Linked DNA regions of Mus musculus: all the other regions are linked to region 1. Evidence: chromatin contacts called from public Hi-C and promoter capture Hi-C data. All regions are on one chromosome and are shown on one strand. Each heading gives the region's core, a stretch centred on a gene start, on an enhancer-like site or on the middle of the called end of the contact. The rest is flanking DNA. Distances are from core to core; before and after follow the strand shown.

Region 1 (2,552 bases), core at 39-2,538:
CCAGCCCCTTCAATAATAATAATAAGCATGTATTATCAAAGCCTTTTCTACCTTCGTTCCAAAGTACCATGACCCAAGGCTAGACCTTAGCAGATCTGGAGACAGTTGGCTTTAGCATCTGCTCCCTTCCCTCCCAAGCATTGACTTCCCCCAGCCCACGCTACACGATCTCTCTCAAGAGATGCTATCATCTGGTTTTCATTCTCTCTCAAAGCATCACGCTGGAGCTAGGTAAACACAAGTCAGCCAAACCGAAAACATGGCAACTCTCTCTTCTCATCTAGCAATTCCTCATTTAGTTACTGTTTTCTTTCACACCACCAAAACTCTGTGGTGAACAGAGACCAGACCGACAAGGTTCTCACCAAGAATCTACTACGCCTATAGCCACTGAGGTGTATAGGTGCTGCTCACTAACTGTCTCTCAACGTTGTCCTTACATGGTTTGTCCTGAACCTCAGCGAGCTAAGGACTTGCCAAGTGTACATATGCTCATGAGCTAGAAAGAAACCCAAGACCAACCAGAAGAAACTTCTGGCACCTTTTGATGATTTGCCCACCAAATTCCAATTACCCCTGGGCACATAAGTTACATAGAGAACAGAGTAAGAGTAAAATTAGAGTGTGGTCTCGGTTTTTTACCAAAATTCCAGAGAAGATATACAATCGCGGTGGACAAAGGGGGCTTCTGAAGCTGTCCCTGGACCACCTAAGACTGCCTGAGCGCCCCCTATTGGTTGGATAAGACCCTAAGAGAAGCATCTGGCTTCTTACAGAATCCGCCCTCCACCTCCTATCAACTGTCCTCAGAGTACTCAGAGTTAGAGCTGAGAAAGCGACCCTTGGCAACTTACAGCTAGAAGGGAGAAAAGAAGACTTAGAAACTGGGATAGGTCGAGCCCCAGGCAGGAGCAAGACAGAATCGTGCACAGACCGGTTAGGGGAAACGTGAGAAAGTTCAGAGGGGAAGTTTGCGACAGAGACTGGAGAAAAGACCGGAAAGAATACAAAATCCCCTCACTAAAGACTAAAGAAGTAGGGAGACAGGTCTCAAGACTGGGAGGGTGGTGTCAGAGAGCCTCAAGGACCAGGGGCGCGCGAGCCAGGAGCCGGGAGCTGGAGAGCGCTGCGCCTGCTACCCACCTGAGGCTGCCATGCCGTCCCGGGAGCAGCTCGCATCCCCGGCTGGCACCGGAGCACGGTATCCGGTGCCCACAGCCGCGGTAGGCGACGTCGCTGGCGCGGGGTTAGAAGCAGAGTCCAGCTGTGCTCAGGACAGTGGCGACTCTGGCGCTTCCTCCTGCCGGGCAGCGGGGACTCGCACGGGGGCGTGTCCAGAGGGTCTGCCCCGCCTGCGGGGCTCCGCGTGGCACCTGCACGCGCGGCGGTTGGGGAGGGGAAGTGAGAAGTCCACACGACCAGCCGCCAGCTCCCGGCGCCGACCCCTGCTCGTGCCACGTGTGTCCCGAAAGCAGGCAGCCACCTCGATGTCCCCCAAGAGCAGTCTGAGGTGCTGGAACTGGGGGAGGGAAGACAGACTGTAGGGCTAGCTAGTCTCAGACTTGAAGTGGGGAGGCATAGCACAGCTGTCCCAACCACCTTGTCCCTTGGGACTTGTCCTTGAGACACTGCCCCCAAGAATAGGGAAGGCCTGCAGGAAGGGGAAGGAGAAGCACCTGGCCCTAGGGTCTTGGCGTTGCCCTTGGGTGCCCTCCTGTGACCCTTCTGCATTTCCTTGGATCTGGCCCTCTAAGGGCACATGGGTGTTAAGCATAATCTTTGATAGATAGATGTTATCACTGCCAAGAACCTTCCACACACGATTGTTCCACTTCCACTATCAGAGCTCTTTGGCTTTCTTCCATCTTCCTCCACTTTAAAAAAAAAAAAAAAAATCTTAGTTTATTTATTTTGTGTGCTTGTGTGGGAATGTGCATGCACATGTTGTTCGGTTCACAGAGTGGACAGAGTCTGTTCTCTCCTTCCACCATGGAGTTCTGGTAAATCAAACTGATCAAAGTGGCTAGACACTAGGCAGCAGGCACCCTTACCCTGAGCCATGTCACCAGCCCCTTTCCCACTTCTGAGGGAATACATTAAACTGCCCGGATCGTCCAGGAAAAGACATCTAAGGGCCCCTTGATGGCAGCCTCAATACATCTATCTACAACTTCAGACCCTTGTCCTATAATGTAGCAAATTCACAGATCCTAGAGATTTGAGTCTGGGTATCTTTGGGCATAGTTTCTCCACCTAACACAGGCCAAGGGTCCCTAAAGCAGAGATGAACATGCTGCCTGCCATTCCCCCTGTTTAGGATATCCTTGGCCTCTGCCCCTACTCTGACACACCGTGATAGCCATTTCACACTATTAGAGTTCTTTAATTGAGCTTATAAAAACATTTCTTTATTTTTTCCAGAATGGCTTTAATTGATGCTTCCTGTATTCAGCTCTAAGTTCCTCAAAGTTAGCTCAATCTTTTTTGCTGTGGAGTCTCTATCCTCTGGTGCTAACTCTGGCCAGAAAATGTGCTCAGAAATGCATATGACC
Region 2 (2,552 bases), core at 20-2,519, 250 kb after region 1:
AAGAGACCAAGATGCAGTATTTCAATTCTTAAAAATAGGAATTAACTACAACAGATATTAAACCATAAAATGTGTGTGTGTGAACAGTATGATGAAGATAAAAATCACACAGTGGTTTCTGTCCACCCACCCATCCATCCATCCATCCATCCTTCCTTCCTTCCATTCATCCATCTATCCATCCATCCATCCATCCATCCATCCATCCATCCATCCATCCTTCCTTCCTTCCTTCCTTCCTTCCTTCCTTCCTTCCTTCCATTCATCCATCCATCCATCCATCCATCCATCCATCCACCCTTCCTTCCTTCCATCCATCCATCCATCCATCCATCCTTCCTTCCTTCCTTCCTTCCATTCATCCATCCATCCATCCATCATCCATCCATCCATCCATCCACCCTTCCTTCCTTCCATCCATCCATCCATCTATCCATCCATCCATCCATCTATCCATCCATCCATACATCCTCCTTCCTTTTTTTTTTTTTTTTCCTACTGTTGAGCCCTGGCTGGCCTTGAACTCTCAAATCTCCTGTCTCAGCCTACATGGTCGCATGTCTGGCTTGAGATTTTTTTTTTTTAATTTTAAAAGTAGGGCATAAAAATGTTCTTAGAAAAATACATAGATTTTCTTTGGAAAAAAGCCTTAGCTGTCTTTCTTGGTGTGAGAGTTGGGACTCTCTGGTCTCCCTCCTCTCCACATGGCCTGGCTAGGTGATTTCAGAGCAGGGGTGTGCTCTGGAACAGCAGGAGGAACACGCACATGCAGACTAGAGACACACGAACACAGCATCCAGCGGCAGAGGAATTTGAGAGCTAACATCAGCCTGAGAAAGGCTCCCGTGACAGCAGACATGCTGAGACACTACAGAGCAGGGACAACTGAGGGACACACTTGCTATGCTACCCCAGGAAAAGTCTGCTTCCAACAGGAACCTCGGGGTGTGTGTGACCCTTACAAGAACCGAAGGAGAGGCTACAGCCTGCTAGAAGGGAGAACGCACACATACCACTACACAGCGTCAGCAACAAGCGAGAGTGTCTCCTATTCCCTCCCCAGGGCTCCCTAGGGCGCTGCCTGCCCAGCCCCTCAGGCAAGCCCCATCCTGTCCCTGCTGCATGGCCCACAAGTTACCTTCCTCACACCTGAAGTCAGGGAAGGCCACATCCTGCAGAGGAATCTGCCGCAGGAAGTCTGGGTTCTGACAGCGAGGGTTCCCCGTCACAATCTTCCTCTTCCGGAGCCAGTCGCCCAGCCATGACAGATGGCAGTTGCAGTTGAACGGGTTGGCCAGGAGGTTTCTGGAAGGGACGGGGTGTGTGGTCATGAAGGCACTTTCCATTCTCAGTGAGCCTGGCAGAGTCCTCTTCTGACCTCACAGCCCCAGACAGCTTATAATCTCCTAAGTGACCAACTTCTAGGACCAGAGAAAGAACCCGCGGCGGAAAGAACCAGAAGGACCCATGATTCCCCTGAAGATGCTCCTCAAGGCAAGAAGTCCCTCCTGCCGCTGGGGTAGTAGGCAGGGTTCCCCCAGCCTAAGTCACCAGCCCACCTGTCCTCAGAGACTGAGACTTACAGTGTGGACAGGGCCTGGAGAGTGTCAAAGGCTCCAGGGGAGATGGTGGTGATGTGGTTGTCATAGAGAGACAGGAGCCGCACGTTGCGCAGCCCGGTGAAGCTGTCGTTGTGGATACAGCTGATACGGTTGTTCCTCAGCATCCTGGGGAGGAGGGGTGTTGAGAAAAGAGGCAGAACCCCTCAATGACCCACTGAAGACTCCCTCAAGAGTTTAACTTTAAAATAGCTATGAGAGGGTGTCCCCAGCCTCGGGCCATTTTCTCAGACCGACACCTGCTAGGAACCCTGTGGCCAAGGGACAGCAGAACCTGGTGCTGCTCAGATGTCTTTCTTTCTCATCTCTATTTGGAGCAATGCCTTGGCCACATTACTCACCCTCCAAGACCCCTTTAATTCCTGCCCCCAGCCAAAAAAAAGAAAGAAGAAGAAGAAGAAAAAAAAGAAGCAGAAACCAAGCCAGCATTGGGTAGGCGATTCCAAGGGGCATTTAAATGGACTGCGACCATGCATGAAGCATGTCAGACTGATTAGCCAGTAATCAAGGATACCCAAATAACACCCAGTTCCTGCCTGTCAAATCAGAGAAGAGATTAAAACATAATCATCACAATGCCAGCCTAGGTCACAGCATGAAGATGGGCACACACGGTTGGCAAGACAACAAGGGAGGCCTCTGGGGAAGAGGGTGCCGAGCCGCCCCAGATTGTCCACAAGAGGCAGTCCCCTTCTGTTTCCATTGGCTGGCCCCCTTTCAGGACTCCACTGCCTGACTACTCAGGGGCGTGTGCAGAACTTGGAATGATGGTCATAAATGCAGCATTTCTCAAAAACAGAATTTAAAACAGCCTAAGCATCTAGATTACACATAAAATAGTTATGTTTTGAAGACATTCTATGATGTACGATTCCTTCCACGTTGAAGGAAAAAGCAGGTTATTAAACAAAATATCTGGGAGCTGCACATGGT
Region 3 (2,552 bases), core at 20-2,519, 230 kb after region 1:
GGAGGAAAACAACAGACCCAGCCGTGCCAGGGATGCCTCGCAGCAGAGAGAACTCTGTCCCTCCAGCTGCAGCCTCCACTCACCTTGTAGCCACTGGGGCAGGTACACCTGTATACCTCAAGAGGGTCATTGTGGCAGGTGCCCTGGTTCTGGCATGGGCTGGACAAGCAGGGATCACACTTGGCCTGAACTGCCAGGCTGGGGGGACCTGTGGAAGCAGGGAGAACATTAGCAGAGGAAGGGCACGTGTGTAGGCATGAGGCACTACCCTGAGAGGTCCGGTCCTATGGAGGCATACCCTCCCAGGAGACATGCCTCACTGCCAGTCTGTGACGGTTGTGCTATATCTCCCAGCCCAGTCCAGCTTTCCAGCTGCAGAGCCCACTTTACTAAAGGGTCACTGGAAGCCCCTGACTCACATACAGCTGTGAGAACCGTATGAACAGGTAGGCAGGGCTCAGAAGGTGGAAACTGTACACAGTGGTAGGGTCACCCTAAGAGGCAGAGAGTAGCAAAACCATGACTGTTCACTGTCCCTGATTCTGCCTTTCACACCCTCAGAAGCAGACACTCCAGCCTGCAGCCTGCTCAGCAGAGAGGGCACTGTGAGCCCGGGCTTGGCTCTGCAGGGAGCCTATAGGGGGGTGGATCTACATGCCTTGAGGTTCTTTCTCTTGGAGTCTAAAGAGAAGAGAATCTTCTGTTACCTCTAAGCTACACAGGCTCTCCTCCAGACCTCAATCACTGGCGAGAATAGGGTAGCCTAGCAGCAATGGTACCTGGGTGCCAACCATGAGGGACACAAACGTTTTGTAAGAATGAATAGGAAAACCTGGCCACTCAACTCAGGCTCCCTGCTGAAGGCTCCTTCTAGAAGAGGTAACATATCAGTAACATATCAAGACATGCGCTTGAGTGGGAAAGCAAAAACAAAACCAAGACAAAACAAAAAAAAAATGTTTTCCACAGGACAGAGGCTGCTGGCGGGATTTCCAGGCACAGATGTGTCGTCGGTTTCTTAGCCCAGTACTGGTACGTGAGTGAACTCAGTGATCATGCATCGGCCCTTCCCTCATGTCTGTGTACCTTTCTGTTGTCATATTTCGGTTTAAAAGTACATAAAAAAAAATACAACTCAGCTCCACTCTGCCAACTAGCAAATGCCATGCACCTATTAGCATAGATCGGCTTGCTCCTAGGAGCTGCCACATTGTGGGCCCTTGGAACTATTACAGCTGTGACAGCTTCCTGCACACAGGGTGGCCTGGGCCACCTCATTAACCTACAGCTGTCAGTTTCATTTCCGATGGCAGTCTCTGAGCTTGCAGAGGGCAAGGGCCATGCCCTGGGGTCCCTAGGGTCCTCCCCTAACTCCCCCTGCAAACAAAGCTGAGCCCAGGCAGCCACTCCGCCACCTGTCTTTGCTTCACAGGGTTCTGTAGGGCCTCGGGGGAGCCTGATCTGCCAACCAGTCTGTCAATCAGTCCCTGAACAAGTATTTGTAGATGCTGGAGGCAGAGATCCTCAGCACGGGCCACCGGTCACACCCTGATTCTCTGTGCTACAAATGTCCAGAAAGCACCAGCTGGTCTCTCAGTCCCACCAGGGACAGAGGGGGCTTCAGCTGTTTGTCCGGCACAGTGCTTACCTTCAGGGAAGTCTGGGTGCCTGTATTGCCAGGAGCCTGGGAGCTTCAAAACTGCTGTTTTGATTTTTCTTACATAACCACAGGGAAGAATCTAAGCCTTCAAGGCCTGGGATTTTCCGCCTAGCTGTTTGTATGTCGGACATCAAGATGGAAGACAGCCATTCTAATCAGAAGAGTCTCAAGTATATCATCTGACTCACCTAGCAGCGGGACCCAAGGACCCGGGAGTTTCTGGAAGACCCCACCGGGGCTAGGCAAATCCTGGGGTCCCTGGCACCCACCACCCCTTCTCTCATGCCCCTGGGCTCACCTTGGCATTCAAACTTCTTGGCAGGTGTGGTGAGTAACAGTTTGCCCTCCATCTCTGGGGGTCCAGCACAGCGGGCAATGCCAGGTTCCTTGTAGCCAGTCTTCACCCAACTGGAGAGCCACCGGAGGCGGCAGTCGCAGTACAGGGGGTTGGCACCAATGGCCCTGGGACAGGCAACAGAGAAAAGCAGGCATTCCAGTTTCGGAAGCTTTTATGTCACTGAGGACGCAGGTCCCAGGTCACCCCCAAGCTCCATTTTAAACCCTTGCTGTGCCTCGTCACGAAGACAGACTTGGGGAGACTGAGTAACCAGCTTAGAGCAAAGGAAGGGGGAGATTTAGGTTCGAAACCATGCTGCCAAGGCCAGAAGCTCTATATTCAAGAGCCTCCACAGGCACTGGGGAGAGGGTAGCCAGCATCTACCCCTGACCAGAAATGGCCTCTGCTTCTGCCGTTACACATCCAGTGCTGTCATTAATCCCACATGCAAGCTTCTTCGTGAAATTTGAAGACGTGGAATTGAGCATCTCGTAGAATATGTAATTTCCCTGGGGCCACACAGCGGCAAAGAGCAGCCTCTGGGTCTAAGCCCTG
Region 4 (2,552 bases), core at 26-2,525, 190 kb after region 1:
TCTAAAATGTCATGCTTTTTCAGAGTCAGAGTGAGGAAATTCTCTACAAGACAGAATCTCTGCTCTGTTCAATTAGCAGTTGCCTAGGGGTAACCAAAGTTAGTGCAAGCGCTGTATTTGGGCTCCGTTAAAGATGCAGGGAAACTTGAGTACTGCTAAGCAAAGGTAGATCTTTAGCCAATTTAAATCAGACTGACACCATTTTTTAAAGCCAAACATGAAAAATGCAACAATATAATTAAGTACCAGGAAGTTGAGGTTAACTCTAAACATTAAATAGCTGAATGGTAAGAAATTAAAATCATCTAAATTAGATTTCTCTTTAAAACCTTTGGGGGGGTGGTAAGTAGTAATTTGGAGTCACAGCCAAAAGTAGCTTTATGGCTGTAGTTGTAAAGTTAGCTATTTAATGATAGCTGGGCAAAGGTTAGTGTTAATGTGCAGTCTCTCAGCCCCAAGGTCACTACTTACTGCCAGGTTTCTGCCTATGGATCCAAATTGCCTACAAAACAGGTCACATTCGGAGCTTTGAAACATCTACTAAGAACACATCATTTGCCATCTCCAGCAGCTACTGTCTTCCATCTTCTGTGTCCTGATGGGGGTAAATACTGATTCTCAGAGAAATAAAGGCCAAGTGGAGAGAGAGACGCGTGTTAAGTGATGGTATGATTCTGTAAAGAATTACACACCAAAATATTTTCAGAAATTCAGGGGCTGACAGGATGGTCAGTGTATCTAAGTGTTTGCCACCAAGCCTGACGGCCTGAGCTTAATCCCGGAGACCCACATGCTCACAAAATCTGACCTCTGACTTCTCCCTGTATGCTGTGGCACATGTGCACATGAGATATATATACATGATATAAACGTAATTAAAAGTCTAAGCCGGGCAGTGGTGGTGCACGCCTTTAATCCCAGCACTTGGGAGGCAGAGGCAGGTGGATTTCTGAGTTCGAGGCCAGCCTGGTCTACAGAGTGAGTTCCAGGATAGCCAGGACTATACAGAGAAACCCTGTCTCAAAAAACAAAACAAACAAACAACCCCCCCCAAAAAAGTTAAGCTGCCTGTGAGGGCACACACCTGTAATCTTAACACTGGGACAACGGAAGCTGGAGAAGGAGTAGAGCTCAAGGTTAGTCTCAGCTAGACAGAAAGTTTCAGGTCGCACTGAGAAGCAAGCAAGAACCTTGACTGCTTTTGCCAAGCACATCAGAGGCAGAGGCAGAGGCAGCCTTGCCAGTTGAGGCATTGACTGAGCCAGCTGGAGCAGTGCCACAAAGCTCACCCTGGTGGTGTGGGTGAGGGAGAGCTGGTGAGCTGACCAACACGGCTGCCACCCAGGCCCAGATTCAGGGCTTTGAGTTGGCCCACCCTAGGAACTACTGGAGCATGTGAAGGGGTCAGCCTTGCAGATCCAAAGCTGCAGGATCTCCATGACACAGTCAACAGGGTACCCGAGAGGAGCCATAGTGAGGATAGAGTATCCATAGAATAGCAGAAGACAGAGGTCTTGAACCAGACCAATGACTCACTGCAGTGAGCATTTGCAAGTAAAGATGTGTGGACAGAAGGGTTTACCGTAGGATATACTATGACTCACTGCAGCTTCTGCAATGAGGTGGTTGTTGTTGTTTTTTTCTTGGGAAAGGGGAGGTTGCAAGGATAGATGGTAGATACAAAGAGACAGGGAGATGAGTGGGACTGGGGTTGCATGGTGTGAAATTCACAAAGAATAAAAAGTTTCTTTTTAAAAAGGCAGACAGAAGCCAAAACTATTTGAACCCTGCTTTTGTGCAGACTCTCAGCATACTGCCATTCAGTCCCAGTGTGCAGGTGCAGCTAAGGTTCTGAGGGACTGTACTGTCAGAGTAGGGGTCCAGTCAGATGTCTCCTTTGCAGCTCCCATGTCCTTTACTGTAACTCTGCCACCAGTGGGAGGTGGAAAGGCAGGTGACACAGGCTGTCTGTGGTAAACCTTTCTATAAAGACATGTCCTGGCCATGAGGTCAGAGTCAAAGATGGAAGAGTAAGCCAGAAGACGTATCAATACATGTTCAACACACATGAAGCTACCGTCTGTGTTCTGTCGTGTTTCACATGCCATCAAATAATAGTCTCCTAAAGGTCCATAAGCCAGAGGGGCTGAGAAGAGTGTGTGTGTGAGATGTTGTCTCAGAATCTGGGCTCTTTTCCATGTCGGTAAAAGTTGTGCATCCAAAAGCCCAAAGCCACCGTGAGACCCCTGGCCATCCCCGCAGGCCATGTTTGTGCCCTGTCTTGAACCTAGTGTTGGCCTCTCCCTCCCTCTTAGCTTCCCAGTGTGGATTTAGCTTTCATGCAGAGCAGCTGGTGAGACTGAAATGTTTCCTGGTGATATTCTCGGATATTCTCGGGGAGCTCGGTGGTGGGCTACTGTGGGGATGCTTCTGCCTTGCATGGGTCAAAGCTGATAGCCCCTCCACTGTGAAATTTCTTTCTCTTTGTGTCCTGTTCTGGAGCACTGTTGGTGGCTCTCCAGCCAATTGTTCTTTCTGAGAAATTGTCTTAA
Region 5 (2,552 bases), core at 21-2,520, 140 kb after region 1:
AATCTTGCATCATATCCAGCAAGCATTCCTCTGAACCGCCCCCCCCTGCTTTTTTGTTTGTTTGTTTTTGTTTTTTTGTTTTGAGACAAGAGTTTCTCTGGGTAGCCCTGGCTGTCCTGCAGTTCCTTCTGGCCTCACCTACAGATCTGCCTGCACTCTGCCTTCAGAGTTCAGGGCCACTCTGTTTTTCATTCTGTAATTTTTTTTCCTAATGATTATGTATTACTGAATTTCTTTCTCAGTTGACCTAGTTCAGATTTTGATCTTTGTTAGTTTTGAATTACTATTCCCCCAAGCGTTGGTTCATTTTCCCCTTTCTTGCTGTGTTTACATTTTTCCTTTTTGGAAATTGAGGACAGCCATGGCATGGTGGTACACAGTTGTAACCATTGCAGTCTGGAGACTGAGATAAGAGGACCTAAGGATATTATCCTGGGCTATTTATAGAAACCCTGTCTCAAAAATAAAATTTGACTTACTATGAGAGTTTAAAATTTGTTATAATTTTATATAATAGATCTTTCATGTAAGAACTACCAAACCTGCTGGATTTTTTGGTTATTTAATACCTTCTAAGAGACTCAAATGCTTTCAGTCTTACTGTAAAGATGAGAATTCCTTTCTGGAAAATAAGAGGAATTGGAGTTGGAGACTGTTTTGAGATTTACTTAAAGGAACAGAGGTTAACTGTTACTGAGACTCTATAGTCTCCAGGGTCAAAAATAGATAGTATTTGGCCATTAATCCCGATGATTGCACCACCACCGCTGCCTCTCTACCTCTACAGCTCCTAACTCACGCCTTTCTTCTTTTCTAATGTTTGAAAGAGCAAGAGGACACAGTAACTAATTACATTAGGTAAATAACAATCAGCTGTTTGATTAGTGGGTAATTTAATTTTGTTAATACCTTTAGAATAATTTGATGTCAAGAAATAAAATTGAAAAATAATTGCTTTCTAATGATAAATCAAAAAGTTACAGTTTAAAAATAATATAAAAATTAACTCTAATTACAATACGAACTTCAGTAGCTACTGTATTGCAGATTAGAGGTTTATAGGAAGTAGAGCAAAGACATTTTAATTACAATATTATTTTTATTATCAGTTTAGCAAGATAGTACTGTTTCTGAAGTCTGCCTTTTAATTTTAATTTTAATTGTATGTGTAATTTGCCTACCTCTGTCTGTGTACCATGTGTATGCACTGCCTTTGGAGGCCAAAAAGGACATTGGATCCTCGGGGACTGGTATTACTAAGACAATTAAGAGTCTACATACAGAGTTGGGTGGGGTAGAGAGTAGGGGGCGGTAGTCGGGGGTGGTGGGAGAAGGAGGAGGCGGCGAATCACTTATAAATGGCGCCCAAGCAGGACCCTAAGCCGAAATTCCAGGAGGGCGAGCGAGTGCTGTGCTTTCATGGGCCTCTTCTCTATGAAGCAAAGTGTGTAAAGGTTGCCATAAAGGACAAACAAGTGAAATACTTCATCCATTACAGTGGCTGGAATAAAAATTGGGATGAATGGGTGCCAGAAAGCAGAGTACTCAAATACGTGGACACCAATTTGCAGAAACAGCGAGAACTTCAAAAGGCCAATCAGGAACAATATGCAGAGGGCAAGATGAGAGGGGCTGCTCCGGGGAAGAAGACATCCGGCCTGCAACAGAAAAATGTCGAAGTGAAAACAAAAAAGAACAAGCAGAAAACACCTGGAAATGGAGATGGTGGCAGTACCAGTGAGACACCTCAGCCTCCTAGGAAGAAGAGAGCCCGGGTAGATCCTACCGTTGAAAATGAAGAAACCTTCATGAACAGAGTTGAAGTTAAAGTGAAGATCCCTGAAGAGCTGAAACCCTGGCTTGTGGATGACTGGGACTTGATCACCAGACAAAAGCAGCTTTTTTATCTTCCTGCCAAGAAGAATGTGGATTCCATTTTGGAGGATTATGCAAATTATAAGAAGTCTCGAGGAAATACAGATAATAAAGAGTATGCTGTTAATGAGGTGGTGGCAGGCATAAAGGAGTACTTCAATGTCATGTTGGGCACTCAGCTTCTCTACAAGTTTGAGAGACCACAGTACGCTGAAATCCTCACCGACCACCCGGATGCGCCCATGTCCCAGGTGTACGGAGCGCCACATTTGCTGAGATTATTTGTGCGAATTGGAGCGATGTTGGCCTACACGCCTCTAGATGAGAAAAGCCTTGCTTTATTACTGAACTATCTACATGATTTTCTCAAGTACCTGGCGAAGAATTCTGCAACCTTGTTCAGTGCCAGTGATTATGAAGTGGCCCCTCCTGAGTACCATCGGAAAGCCGTGTGAGGGCGTGCTCGCCCTCTCTCCCTCGTGCTTGGATCTCTGTAAACAGTTTGGTTCTTAGTCCTTCTCTTGTACAAATGATGTACTTTGAAGACCGTTAGTGTATAACAGAGTTGTTTGTTTCCTCTTTGATTTTAAACAGAGAAAATAAAAGGAGTAACTGCTCCTTTTTTCTTCCTTTTTTCATTTCAAAGTTTCTACCAGTGTATCAGTGACGGACAACAG

What was found. Promoter capture Hi-C pulls out the DNA fragments that hold promoters and counts their contacts. A called contact is a pair of places that touch in the nucleus more often than the background predicts.
Region 2: a promoter capture Hi-C map of pre-B cells shows a contact between it and region 1, with 4 times the contacts expected there. The contact joins the enhancer-like site here to the promoter of Pik3ap1 in region 1. A contact is called at or near these places in 6 of 39 promoter capture datasets (the 3T3-L1 cell line, cranial neural crest, embryonic stem cells and 2 more), 1 of 484 Hi-C or Micro-C datasets (large pre-B cells) and 2 of 115 datasets of contacts at active chromatin or transcription factors (large pre-B cells and pancreatic cancer cells).
Region 3: a promoter capture Hi-C map of pre-B cells shows a contact between it and region 1, with 3 times the contacts expected there. The contact joins the enhancer-like site here to the promoter of Pik3ap1 in region 1. A contact is called at or near these places in 9 of 39 promoter capture datasets (the C10 cell line, cranial neural crest, embryonic stem cells and 3 more), 1 of 484 Hi-C or Micro-C datasets (pre-B cells) and 2 of 115 datasets of contacts at active chromatin or transcription factors (embryonic stem cells and pro-B cells).
Region 4: a Hi-C map of liver shows a contact between it and region 1, with 2.3 times the contacts expected there. The contact joins the enhancer-like site here to the promoter of Pik3ap1 in region 1. A contact is called at or near these places in 2 of 39 promoter capture datasets (frontonasal cranial neural crest and liver), 1 of 15 datasets of contacts at CTCF or cohesin (the NIH/3T3 cell line), 2 of 484 Hi-C or Micro-C datasets (both in liver), 1 of 115 datasets of contacts at active chromatin or transcription factors (pancreatic cancer cells) and 2 of 9 other capture datasets (adipose tissue and embryonic stem cells).
Region 5: a contact with region 1 is called in a promoter capture Hi-C map of liver, with 4 times the contacts expected there. The contact joins the promoter of Morf4l1b here to the promoter of Pik3ap1 in region 1. A contact is called at or near these places in 4 of 39 promoter capture datasets (the SN4741 cell line, cranial neural crest, frontonasal cranial neural crest and 1 more) and 1 of 115 datasets of contacts at active chromatin or transcription factors (microglia).

Annotation. Positions count from the first base shown.
Region 1 is chr19:41,383,814-41,386,365 of GRCm38.p6, forward strand. It overlaps Pik3ap1 (phosphoinositide-3-kinase adaptor protein 1), which reads right to left and starts at 1,289. Exons shown (of 17, transcript NM_031376.4): 1 at 1,144-1,289. The coding sequence starts at 1,156.
Region 2 is chr19:41,633,017-41,635,568 of GRCm38.p6, forward strand. Slit1 (slit guidance ligand 1) reads right to left here. Exons shown (of 37, transcript NM_015748.3): 19 at 1,584-1,727; 20 at 1,139-1,305. Among named protein-coding and RNA genes, the nearest start is that of Gm52407, 30 kb to the left of the region's middle. Within about 2 kb of position 1,270, at least 21 of the 459 cell types and tissues checked have an H3K27ac peak or open chromatin away from gene starts, as enhancers often do. A contact at or near this core is called in pre-B cells, where this site is marked.
Region 3 is chr19:41,614,707-41,617,258 of GRCm38.p6, forward strand. Slit1 (slit guidance ligand 1) reads right to left here. Exons shown (of 37, transcript NM_015748.3): 26 at 1,959-2,122; 27 at 84-208. Among named protein-coding and RNA genes, the nearest start is that of Gm52407, 12 kb to the left of the region's middle. Within about 2 kb of position 1,270, at least 44 of the 459 cell types and tissues checked have an H3K27ac peak or open chromatin away from gene starts, as enhancers often do. A contact at or near this core is called in pre-B cells and pro-B cells, where this site is marked.
Region 4 is chr19:41,578,201-41,580,752 of GRCm38.p6, forward strand. The region is part of intron 7 of Lcor (ligand dependent nuclear receptor corepressor); the gene reads left to right. Among named protein-coding and RNA genes, the nearest start is that of Mir8091, 9.2 kb to the right of the region's middle. Within about 2 kb of position 1,276, at least 18 of the 459 cell types and tissues checked have an H3K27ac peak or open chromatin away from gene starts, as enhancers often do. A contact at or near this core is called in liver and pancreatic cancer cells, where this site is marked.
Region 5 is chr19:41,523,982-41,526,533 of GRCm38.p6, forward strand. Morf4l1b (mortality factor 4 like 1B) reads left to right here and starts at 1,271. Exons shown (of 1, transcript NM_001326287.1): 1 at 1,271-2,552. The coding sequence starts at 1,359. The coding sequence ends at 2,330. The region is part of intron 2 of Lcor (ligand dependent nuclear receptor corepressor); the gene reads left to right.